Regions from separate parts of the Mus musculus genome. Here regions 1 and 2 are each linked to region 3. The links are chromatin contacts, called in public Hi-C and promoter capture Hi-C maps. All regions are on one chromosome and are shown on one strand. Each heading gives the region's core, a stretch centred on a gene start, on an enhancer-like site or on the middle of the called end of the contact. The rest is flanking DNA. Distances are from core to core; before and after follow the strand shown. Region 1 holds the start of Fgfr1 (fibroblast growth factor receptor 1). Region 2 overlaps Fgfr1 (fibroblast growth factor receptor 1). Region 3 has its middle 26 kb from the start of 5430421F17Rik.

The links. Promoter capture Hi-C pulls out the DNA fragments that hold promoters and counts their contacts. A called contact is a pair of places that touch in the nucleus more often than the background predicts.
Region 1: a promoter capture Hi-C map of the HPC-7 cell line shows a contact between it and region 3. The contact joins the promoter of Fgfr1 here to the enhancer-like site in region 3. A contact is called at or near these places in 22 of 39 promoter capture datasets (the 3T3-L1 cell line, 3T3-L1-derived adipocytes, the C10 cell line and 16 more), 4 of 484 Hi-C or Micro-C datasets (the MC3T3-E1 cell line, MC3T3-E1-derived osteoblasts, bone marrow-derived macrophages and 1 more), 15 of 115 datasets of contacts at active chromatin or transcription factors (bone marrow-derived macrophages, craniofacial prominence, embryonic basal ganglia and 11 more) and 4 of 9 other capture datasets (adipose tissue, embryonic stem cells, liver and 1 more).
Region 2: a Hi-C map of bone marrow-derived macrophages shows a contact between it and region 3, with 31 read pairs. The contact joins two enhancer-like sites. A contact is called at or near these places in 1 of 15 datasets of contacts at CTCF or cohesin (the NIH/3T3 cell line), 12 of 484 Hi-C or Micro-C datasets (the N1E-115 cell line, bone marrow-derived macrophages, brown adipocytes and 4 more), 6 of 115 datasets of contacts at active chromatin or transcription factors (the NIH/3T3 cell line, astrocytes and embryonic stem cells) and 5 of 9 other capture datasets (adipose tissue, embryonic stem cells, embryonic trunk and 2 more).

The regions. Positions count from the first base shown.
Region 1 is chr8:25,516,736-25,520,244 of GRCm38.p6, reverse strand. It overlaps Fgfr1 (fibroblast growth factor receptor 1), which reads right to left and starts at 1,486. Exons shown (of 18, transcript NM_010206.3): 1 at 816-1,486. Gm31288 (a long non-coding RNA gene) reads left to right here. Exons shown (of 3, transcript XR_003947368.1): 3 at 1-557. RefSeq lists promoters at 1,347-1,561, 1,347-2,321.
Region 2 is chr8:25,573,960-25,577,760 of GRCm38.p6, reverse strand. Fgfr1 (fibroblast growth factor receptor 1) reads right to left here. Exons shown (of 18, transcript NM_010206.3): 18 at 2,043-3,801. Among named protein-coding and RNA genes, the nearest start is that of Gm16159, 20 kb to the right of the region's middle. Within about 2 kb of position 2,465, at least 52 of the 459 cell types and tissues checked have an H3K27ac peak or open chromatin away from gene starts, as enhancers often do. A contact at or near this core is called in bone marrow-derived macrophages, where this site is marked.
Region 3 is chr8:25,330,009-25,333,919 of GRCm38.p6, reverse strand. No RefSeq gene overlaps it. Among named protein-coding and RNA genes, the nearest start is that of 5430421F17Rik, 26 kb to the right of the region's middle. Within about 2 kb of position 2,444, at least 19 of the 459 cell types and tissues checked have an H3K27ac peak or open chromatin away from gene starts, as enhancers often do. A contact at or near this core is called in the HPC-7 cell line, adipose tissue and bone marrow-derived macrophages, where this site is marked.

The DNA.
Region 1 (3,509 bases), core at 237-2,736, 190 kb before region 3:
CAAGCGGGCAGAAGAGGGCTCCTCCGCACCGGACAAGTTCTCCTCATTTCCTCCACTTCCCAGAACGATCCAGACCCCGAGACCCCCCACCCCCCGCTTCTCCAGACCCCTTCAAGAGTCCTCTAGGTCTAAGATAAAATAGAACATTACCACCACCACCACCATCACCCCTCAAAAGGGGGGGGAATCTTTGCTCGCTCTCCGCTAAAGCCGATTCAGCCATTTGGTGACGACACCTCCTTCAAACCTATTCCAAGACAAGCTAGCCTTCCCCGCCACTTCCTTTCCTCTTCAACCCCCCAACCTGGACCCCAGACTTGCCCGGAGGTAGGAAAACACTTGAAAAGATCCCAGATGTAGGGTGTTGAGCTTAAAGCCACCGGCTGAAACGGGGTGAATCCGCAAGAGGACCAAAAGATAGATGATGTACACACACACACACACACACACACACCCTCCATCTCCCGGCCCATTCCCGCCCTCCTCCCCAGTAGGGAACACACAGCTTCCGCCGCCTTCTCCTGGGCCAAGAGGGTCGGGGTCTGGACTCGGAGCGCAGCAGCCTCCTCGCTAGCTCCGGAGCGCGAGTTGGCGGAAAAGTTAGGCAGCGGGCAGCAGCAGCGGGCCCAGCGCGCGGGGAGGGGGCGCGGGCAGCGACACTGGCCGAGGGAGGAGGGACAGGGGCGCCGGGGAGGGAGCGGAGTCGGGGGTGGGGTGGGGGATTGGAGGAGGGAGGCGCGGGCTGCGACTGGCGAAGCGCGGGGGCCGCTCGGGACGCCCAGCCAGCCGGCTCTGCGGGCGCCGGCGACTCTTACCTCACTTGGCGCTGCGGTCCCGCCTCTGGAGAGCTCGCCGTGGCGCGGCGGGTGTCTGTGTCTTGCGCTCCCGCCGCTCGTCTCCGGGCTCCGTTCAGATCCTGATGGGGTCTCGAGGGCTCCGCGGCCGAGGCACGACTCCCGGCGGCACTCCGAGCCGGGCGCCTCCAGCCCGGGCGGGAACAATGGAGCCGAAGCTGGTGCCCCGGAGGCGGGGCGGGGGGGAGGGCTCGGGTCCGCCGCCCGGGGTCCCCAGATCGTGCGCCCCCCGCTCTCCAGTACGCAGCGGCGGCGGTGGCGGCGTCTCAGGCTTCTGGCAGCCCGAGTTCCATCACCCCTCCTGGGGCTCCGGCGTGCATTGACTGCAGCACGGCTGTGGTGCGCCCCTGGGACCTGAGAAAAGTCCTCGGTCTCCGCTGCTTTTCCAGCTGCGGCGCGCGCTCGCGGCCGGGAAAGGCGAGGTCGCCGCAATGCGCTAAGCACAGTCTCAGTCCAGTCCGGACGTCTCGGCCCCGCTTCCCTGCGCAGCCCGGGTCCTCTGCACGCAGCGGCTGCACCAGGGTTCCGGCTCCCGTTCCGCGCCGCCCGCAGCGGAGAGCCCCGCCAAAGTACCCGCAGGAGCGCTCCGAGCGCTGTGCGCCGGCGAGGCGCGAGGGCTCGCTCTCTCACTCCCACCCGGCGCTAGTCCCACCTCCTCCTCCTCCCCTTGCAGTTGCCTGCTGGGCCTTGTAGTTCTCAAGCTGCAGCCCCGGAGAAGCCTGGAGCGAGCAGAACTGCTCTACAGTCTGGTCTAACTTGAGTTTTCGCCTGGAGGGCGCCCGAATTTCAGACTGTGTGTAGATCAGCGATTTGGGGACAGGAGTGGAGGGTGGGGAGGGGCGGGTGCCTGGCTATAATTTTGAGGTTGCACTGGGCAACTTGGTCTTTGGTTATCTCTGTGCCTTGGGGTATGATTTTCGTGCTCTAAATCTCGGTTTTCCCGTCTCTAAAAGGAATAAATAGGACCCTCACATAGCTTACAATATACGAACTGTTTTTATTGATGGATCGGTTGACTTTCCCCCTCAGACCCTTTCCTTGGATCTCAACTTTCCCCAGCCACATAATTTAGGTTTTGTGGTTCACGCTGGAATGGACCCTGCAAATTCTACAGTGCTGTTCATGGTAGCCTTAGAAATCACCAGCTTTCAGGAAGCAACCGAAGAGAGGAGGGGTTTTTGTTTTTTTTTTTTTTCGGATGGGGGGGGATGTTTGTTTACTTGCTTGCTTGTTTTGTTTTGTTTGCCTTAGGAATTAATCAGAGTCAAACCAGAGCCTCCACAGTATACTATGAACCTCAAAGAAAATCGCTGAAATGCCCTTCCCACCAGGTCCCTCCACAGAGATGTTAATCTGTGGCTCTTTAATCCAATGAGTCCAGTGGACGTGAATCATATTGAGATTGTTAAAAAATAAAAATTTTTGATCCTGCTTGGACATGAGAAATCCCGATGTTTTGATGAAGCATGCTAACAATTCTGAGACAGCCAGTGGGGCCTTCGCCTCGTTGCAGGAGCTCACTTTCCAGCAGTCTAAAATGATGATGTACATATGCAATCCTAGCCCTGGAGGGTCAGAGACTTAAGATCACCGTTGGCCACATAGGGACTGAGACGACAGCCTGTGCTTACAGACCCTGTCTCAAACAAATCAAACACAGGGGTTGGCGATGCAGCTTTGACAAAGGCAAAGACAGTGCTTTGATTCCAGCACACTCTAGACCTGACTAGGTGGTTGGTACCTGTTGGTTTGCTGCATAGCAGTGGGGTGGGGGCTCTGCAAATTTTCCTGGTGACTGTGATGTGATGTCTACTTGGGGACCACTGGAAGGGTGGAATATGTCACACTAGGTGTGAATTCCACCACTCAAAGACTTTGGGCATGTCACGAATCTGATAAGATCTAGTCCCTCTATGGGTCTCCCCCATGAGAAGCAGACTGAATGAATGTAAGTGTGCCAAAAGGGTCACACATGTGAAAGCCATCATGAGGGGGACTGTTCTATTCCGCTTCCACAGAGCAAGCCATGACAGCTTGAATACCAAACAATCCAACTCTTCCCTCCACATTGAAGACTAAGAGTTTCTAAGACAGTTTTCTATGTGACCACCAGGTGAAAAAATGGGAAGCTACGGAGATATTATCACATTTGTTTATCTCCAGTAAAGGGTGGAGGAAAAAGAAGAAGGGCTATTGATGAGTTTATTGGTGTATTATTGGTTTATTGGGTTGGTTTTTGTTTGTTTGTTTTGTCTTTGCTTTTAGAGATAGTCTTATGCTGTAGCCCAGGGTAGCCTCAGACTCAAGGACTCTCCCACCTTTTGCCTCTTGCCTCCTGAGACAACAGTTTGTAAGACACCACCACACCCACCAAAGCTTAATGTTTAGCTGAGTGTGCTTAGCATATACAAAATGATCTGGGTTCAGATTTGGAGGAGGGGTAAAGAGAGAATACATTTATTGAGTGCCTAGGAAGTAAATATTCAGGAAGTATTTTTGAACAAAAAAATAAAATAAAAACCAGAAATGACTCTGTGGAATAAATGAACACCAGCTAATATTTAAGAGTTATTACCCACATAGCAATATCCTTGCCCTGTTCAGTCCCTTGGCTTTTAGTCTGGTCCCAATTATTCTTTCATAGAAGCTACCAAA
Region 2 (3,801 bases), core at 1,216-3,715, 240 kb before region 3:
AAGGAGAGGCCGGTGGCTCTTTGTGAGTTGGGAGTCCAGGCTGGTCTACAGAGTGAGTTCCAGGACAGCCAGAGCTACACAGTGAGACCCTATCTCGAAACAAACAAGACACAGACATCTCCACCCACTTCCCAGGCCTTGAACTCAGGAGTGCTGGGATTATAGGTGTGTGCCACTACCACATAGCCAATGAACTCCTTAATCATCATTCAAGCAACTGGACTACACCCCAGCCCAGAGCATGTACCTCCTCAAAATGCTCCCTAGTCATGGAGGACCAGTCCCACCCAGTGTGCTAATCAACTGACTTCTGTAGGCTGTGTTCATACACCACTCTGGGAAGCTGCCATTGCTCTAATCTAAGGTATCTCACAATACAACTTCCGTCTGGAAGTGGTGGGTTTTTAAACTTAGTGCATACTATAGATGTGTAATATGGGAAAGGGATTAGCTACTTAACTGGCTTAATCCTCTCATCTCCCTGATGCACGTGGATTCCTTCTGGCCTTCTCAATGAGCAAATGGAAGTAGTTAAGTCATGGAGTCTGGCCATTGAGGACTCCACCTGTGCCCCGACCCACCCCACTCCCATCCCCCATTTTACTTTTTTGGAGACAGGGTATCACCATGCAATCTTGGTTGACCTAGAACTCAATATATAGACCAGGCTGGCCTTGAATTTAAGAGATCCACTGGCTTCTGCCCCCTGAGTTCAGGATTAAAGACCATCACCTTTTGTTTTCAAAATTTGGGTTACTAGGCCATAACCCCAGGCTGACACACATACTTTCCTTTAGAGAGCCAGTTTCAGCACACCACTGGAACCTCCGACAGCACGGCAATTGAATGCATTGCTTCTGTGCACCAGGACATGCACGTACCCAGCAGGCAGTAAAGATTCTGAATGCTGCTGTGTGTCAAACAAGAGGGAACCAGTTCCAGAGTCCTTCATAACTTCAGTGTGTTCTGGTTCGTTTAATTTCCTTTTAGACAAGAGTCTCACTGTGCATCTTCAGCAGGCCCTGAACTCACGATGTAGACCAAGTTGTCCCTGAACTCAAGATCTACCGGTCTCTGCCTTCTGAGTCTGGGATTACAGGCATTCACTACCAGGACCAGCCAACTTCAGGGTTCTTGCTGGTCTACTCCCTTCTTGGTTTCTACATGCCATGTTGCTTCAAAGCCCTCCATTCTCCCTCCCAGCTATTTCCTGCATATGTGGTGGAACCAAGCTCTACCAGCTGCTAACAGCTGCTAACAAGCTCATTGGGTACAGTTTTAAGCTCTAACATGCGCCTGTAGCGACATTAGACACAGCACACATTCTACACAGAATTGTAATAGTTGTTGCTGCTACTTAATAGTATGGCCCTGCACTTGTGCCATGTCCAATTCTGTACAAGACATATTGGTCATGTCCAGAGTCTGACAATGCTATATCCAGGCCAAAAGTTCCCGCTTGCAGGTAGGTCTGTTACTTCAGAGGACAGTGGCTCTGACAGTATAACCTAACACTGTCTGTGTGTAGGAGGATATTTTAGCTTGCTGGCTCCACCCAGTGGCAGTTGATAAACAGAGTTCATTACCATTAAGGCCGATTTCTTACTTCATCTATGTTCAATCTTACTTACCTGAAATCGATACATTACATTAACAGAGCCAGGGGACTGATGGCCTTTAGCCTATGGCAATTAGAAAAGATGGGGAAGCAGTATTGATTGATGCCTGGGCCATATTTTAACCCCCAGGAAACCAGACAGATGCTGTGCTCTGACAGTAACATCTTCATTCTGTAAGCTGGGTTCCCCCTCCCACGAGACCTAATCTGGTCCTCTAAGTGAAATAGCCATTTCATTTCCCTTCATGTCAATGTCACTACTTTCTATTTGATAGCCACCCCTGTCCCAGGGGCCGTCTGCGGGCAATCTGAATAGTAACAGAGGGGACTTCAGTTCCTTCCAGTTCCTAGCTCCTCTCCTTGAGTCACACTAAGCCCTTTCTGTGTTCTCCTTCCATCCACACAGCAGTGAGTCAAGTAGACCTGAGGCAGAAATAATGTTCAGTTTTAACAAGAGAAAGAAAAAAAAAAAAAACCACTATGATACACGGTCTCCAAGAAAATGAGTTTGTGCTAAATTCATTCCCTAGCCCTCTTTGCCAAATGATGTCTTCTTTCAGCATAAAAACCATTCATAATATTTTGACAGTTACATGTGTACAGAGAGAAACAACGATAAGAACTCTTATGACAATGACCCAAACCACAGCTGCCAAAACTGCATTTAAAGAAGCAGCCCTAACCCCTACAGATGAAATCATACTGAACAGGTTTGTATTCAGCAGACCCAGAAAAAAAAGACCAACCAACCAACCAAACAAACAAACAAAAAACAAAAACAAACCCTCTAAGGCTTGAGTGGTGTGGGTTTGAATAAGAGACCAAGGTACCAAAGCAACCAGCAGGTGGCAGAATTGAGTTGCCAAGTTGACCCCAACCAAAGAGATCGTTTTCTGTTTCCTGAGGGATGGGTGGAGTTTGTGAAGGAAAAACTATAGGAAGCCAAGCTCAGGGACAGACCCAACTGGGTAACAGAGACCAACAGGGAAGGGGAGGATATTTACAGGAGAGGAATATGAGGAGTAGGTTGGGGAAGATAGACAAGACATCTGAATGTACAGGGTCTAGGGTTTGGGTTTCTGTCCAGTTCTACCCTCTGGCTAACCTCATCCTCTCACTCTCTCCTCCGAGGAAACAATCAAGTGTGCGAGCTTGGCTCTCTGCCCTCAGGACCTCAGTCTTCTCCTGCTGTTCCCAATGCATCGGGAGATAGAAGGCTTGGCTGGGAGGTCTGGGGCACAATCCAGGAGACAGAGGTCATGGGGGGCAGGGGGAAGACCAGCTCATGGCCCTTTACCCCCTGTCTCCCTCCTCTGCGCTGGACACCTGCTCTCTTTTCACACGCCCAGGATAAAAATGAAGCAGCAGCAATTTTTTATTGAGGGAAACCTAAACTGAAAATAGGTTTAAAACATAATTTAAAAAAATAAAACAGCAAAAGTAGCAAAAAAATATATGACCTTTTAAAAAACATTTTCCTTTTTTTTTTCTTTCTGTTCGTTTGTTTTTAATATATAGCAACGGATGCTACCCTGGGCGTCTCCCCCATGGGTAAATCTCTAGTAACGACCCTTTTTAAAAAGACATGTAAATATATACTCAAGATTTATACACTTTGTGTTTTTCTTCATAGCTATGTACAGAGCCCCAAGTCTAGGGCTCAGCCCAAGGGCACATCACGGCTCCCAGTCTCTGCCTCCCTGTCTTCTGGTACCAGGCAGGTATTTGGTCAGCAAAGCAAATTAGTATTGGAATTAAGAAGCTACTGGTACCATCCATCTGGAGCAGAGGTTGCCTTCGGTTAAGGCCTAAACAGAAACCTCACGGCTTCCAGGAGCCCCAAGGCCCCTGCCGCCAGAACAGAAGGGGCTGATGGGTCAACAGGAATGCCCCGGATGCTCCACTTGCTTCCGCTCTGCACACCTCCAAGCAGTGCCAGGCAGCGGGGCGGGTCTTGGTCCAACACCTGGGAAGGAGGATGCGGCCGTCGGCAAGCACCTGCCTCTTGGCTCCTCTCTCACACAGCAGGCTAAGAAGAGGGAGAAGAGGGGTCTTGGGGGTGATGGAGGGGGAAGGCCACAACACAGGAAGGCCTCAGTCAGGCACTGGCTCTTGCCAGCGGCAAAGGAGGAGGAGAAAGGCAGTGTGTCCAACAAGGGGATTGTGGGTGAGGGGCACGGGTG
Region 3 (3,911 bases), core at 1,195-3,694:
AACAAATGTGACACCTTTTTAAAAAGTGAGTGTGCATTTATGCACATATAAGTAATATGGAGATGATTTATGAATATATTATAGCACTCATACTAATAACATTAACTACTTGCTTAGTAATGTCCTGGTTCTCATGCCCCTTCTCAGATTATAAGTTTATTCTCACAAAAGTCATATAAGGCCAATGCTGCTACTATTTCAGTTTTTACAGATTAAAAAAATTATGGCCTAAATAATTCTTGCACTTGCCTAAGAAAATATAGAGCCATGATCCTTACCTGTGCCTGCTGATCTCAGACTTGTGCAGTTTAGTACAGTTTAACCATAATTATTATTGAGCAAGAATACACACACACACACACACACACACACACACACACACATATTTTCCAATACAGAGTTTCTCCATGTAGCCTTGGCTGTCCTAGATGAGGCTGGCCTTAAACTCAGAGATCCACCTGCCTCTGCCTCCTGAGTATTGGTATGAAAGGAGTGTGCTACCACCACCTGGCTTATAGACCAAAATATTAAAAGGTTGGTGGTATTTCAGGCGACTCTTGCTCTCTTTGTGTGGTTGAGAAGTGAAGAACTAGCAAGACTAGGAAGACGCTGACCTTTGCAGCTGACTTTTTCTTTGCAATTAGTCAGGGGAATGCAACCGATCTCCCCTCTGGGCAACCTTCATTTTGGATGGCTGGGATTTAAAGACTGTCTCTAATATGTGCTTAAGGACAGTCCTGTCTTGGGCTTGTCACATGCGGTTAGATGGCAAGACATCAGAGGGCACAAGGTTTCTACTTTTAAGTCAAATTTTATTAGAAACCGAACTCTGTAATGAGCAATCAGAGCAGCGAAAGGCCAAGCGAGGCCTAGTGAGACAGCTCACTGGGTAAAACGCTTGCCGCACAAGCCTCCACAGCTTGCGTTCCTATCCTCAGAACTCCAGCCAGCAGTGCAAGCATCTGTAATCTCCATGGAACCCGGCAGAGATGGGAGGCAAAGACAGAGAATTGCCAGATGCTTGCCCGCCATCTAGGCTGGCGTACAGAGCACTGAACAAGAGACAGCAGGCATTTCTGACAAGGTGGATGGACGATCCAGACTGAAGGTCAGAACCTCCACAGGGGCAGAGTGGCATGTTCCCAATTATAGCACACATGCATACACACACACACACACACACACACACACACACCAGCATGTATTCACGTGCACAAGATAAGCAAGGCCAACATCTTTTGAACAAAATTCTGTTGACTAAATTTTCAGACTGTAAAGTTTGTCATCGTCAAAGCTGTCCCTCGCTTCTCCTCCCTCTTTGTGCCTCCCCATTTTACATACGTAAGTACAGAATGGTTTATGGCCTCCCCGTAGAGCCTCCTGCCCCTATGACTATTCCCATCAGTGGTCTTAGATGCTTTCCTGGAGTCTGAGTCCTACCCCTCATCCTCACTACAACTGTAGTTGGGGTCCCAGCTGAGTCTGACTAAAGGTTATTCCTGATTTATAGAGTGTGCCCCGCCCCCACTCCATCCTCACCCTCGGCTGCCTGAACGGGATCATTAAGGTGCAGCAGGTGTTCAATATTGTTTTGCTATAAAACTAAATGGGTTTAAAGCCTTCAGAGATAATGTATTCCTGTATCAGGGTATTTCTGAACGAGTGAAGATATTCTGGCTTGGCCCCAGTCCCACCTCTCTAAGCTCTACACATTAAAACCGTGTTTTTTTATTTCTTTACTTTCCCTAATATTCGTCCTGTAATGGTTGCCTCTGATTAATGTCCTTGTGTTCTCAGAGCCCCAGAAAGTGGTTTTAGTTTTCCTAGGACATTTTAACAATAGTGTGATTTACAGAGCGATTCATTGGAGCCAGGGGGCAATGTAATATAACAAAGCATTTTTCATAGGCAGCCTTGAGGCTCCGTAGTTGCCACAAATGCAGAACCACGGATAGGAAAAGCTGAGGTGTGTACAACAAGAGAGGTGTGTACAACAAGAGGGGCCAAGGTTAACTCTCTGAAAAAACAAGAGGTTCAGGCTTCTGAAGGTCACTTTGCCTCATTGGATGTCTAGTGGAGACCTGTTAACCCAGGAAACCCCAAAGGCTGAAAGGCTGGCAGGGGAGGAGGGGCCTCTCCTCCTCTGGCTTCTAATCTGAGATCATAGGGTTGGTTTTCAGTCATATCAACTACAGAGAGTGTTGGTACCACCGTGCTTCACTTGGGCTGAATATAGCATCCCAAATCACTGACTCTTCTATGATCTAGCACTAAAGAGTCAGAATTAGTTCCACGAGACAGACTAGTGTGTGATGGTGACGTTGTGCAAGGCAAGTCCCCGCCCTCCCCAACCTTTTTTTTCCTTCTCCACAGAGCAGACATGCTTTCCAGTTTAGAGCTAGTTTTCAAATCATGGAGAGATTTAAAAGGAAGTTCTGCTTGTTAGAACCATTTCCTCTTGAGTGCCTGCTTGGCCTACTGCACATTACCAACCCAGGGTGCACAGGAACAGAGCTTCCTGCAGCCTCATGAGTTATTGGGCAGCCCCATGTCAGAGAGCTTCATCATTAGTCCCGGCCGTGGGCAGGAGGTGCCTGCTGACCTTCCAACTAAAAGCCAATCTTCTTCCTGATGCAAGAGGCAGCCAGCCACCCGTGGAGTTTTGCTCTGAACTAGACTGATCATGTGTCTGGCCAAGATTTTGTTTATTATTTTTTCCTTTCTGACAACCCCAGATTCCCAGACTGTAACAAAAAGCAGGATTTGGGGGTGGAGAGATGGCTCAGCAGTTAAGAGCAGTGACTGCTATTCCAGAGAACCGGGTTCAATTCCCAGCACCTACACGGCAGCTCACAATGGTCTGTAACTCCAGTTCTGAGGGATCCGACACTCTCACACAGACATACATGTAGGCAAAACAATAATGCACACACAAAAAAGCAGAATTTGAGGGGGGCTATAGGTCACCCAGTAACTTTTGATTAAACTACCATGTGTCTAGAATTAAGTTTGCTGTCTCTTATTGCATGTCTCATTGAGGAAACTACACAAGTGTATATAAACTACGTTTAAAAATGGGGTACATTAAAAATTGGGGTACAGTGCTGTGCTGTATAGCATTGTCCATCAGAACAACTGAAGTTGTTGTCTCCTCCATAGGTCAAAATACAAAGCTGTGGGTGTAAGATTTCCCACATGGTGGTCAGTTTGGATTTAACAGGTACACGTGAAGTGGCATGCCCACCAGAACGTAGGGAGTGCAGCAACCACTTCATCTTCCTAGCCACACTGCTGCATGGCTCTCACATCCTGCAACGACAGGTTGATATGACCCAACAAATATAGCAGGAACCATGGTATTGCCCACATCTGTGCATACATTATAAAGGACACTGAAGCTTCCTATATCCAACATATAAGGTGCTGTGAATGTCAACTGGATGCTAAGCAATCAAAGGTCAGCCAGCGCCCACCCCAGTGGCATCTACACACCCTCAGTCTCTGTATGCTCCAATCTCATCCACCATTTTATTTTACCTGGGGCTGTTTTGCCTGCCCTCTCTGGAGTACTCAGCCCCACCCAGCTACCATGCCAATCTTACATAGCAGCTGCAGGTAGGGGACCACAAAGAAAGGAACTGAGACTCCTTACTACTGGCTGGCCTTGTGGGAAGTCTGATGTGGATTTTCCTAGCCAGCCAAACCTTCAGAAGACTGAAACCCTTGTCAAGAGCTTGACTACAACTTCACTGCAGGCCTTGGGCCAGAACCACCTAGCAAAGCTGTTCCTGTGTTTCTGACCCTCAAAACCCATGTGAGGGGATTCATATTGGTGGTTTGAAGCCACTGTCACTGAGCCAGCCCTACCTCTACTCCAGCCCTCAGCTCCCAGCTGCACTTTGTCCTCTTCA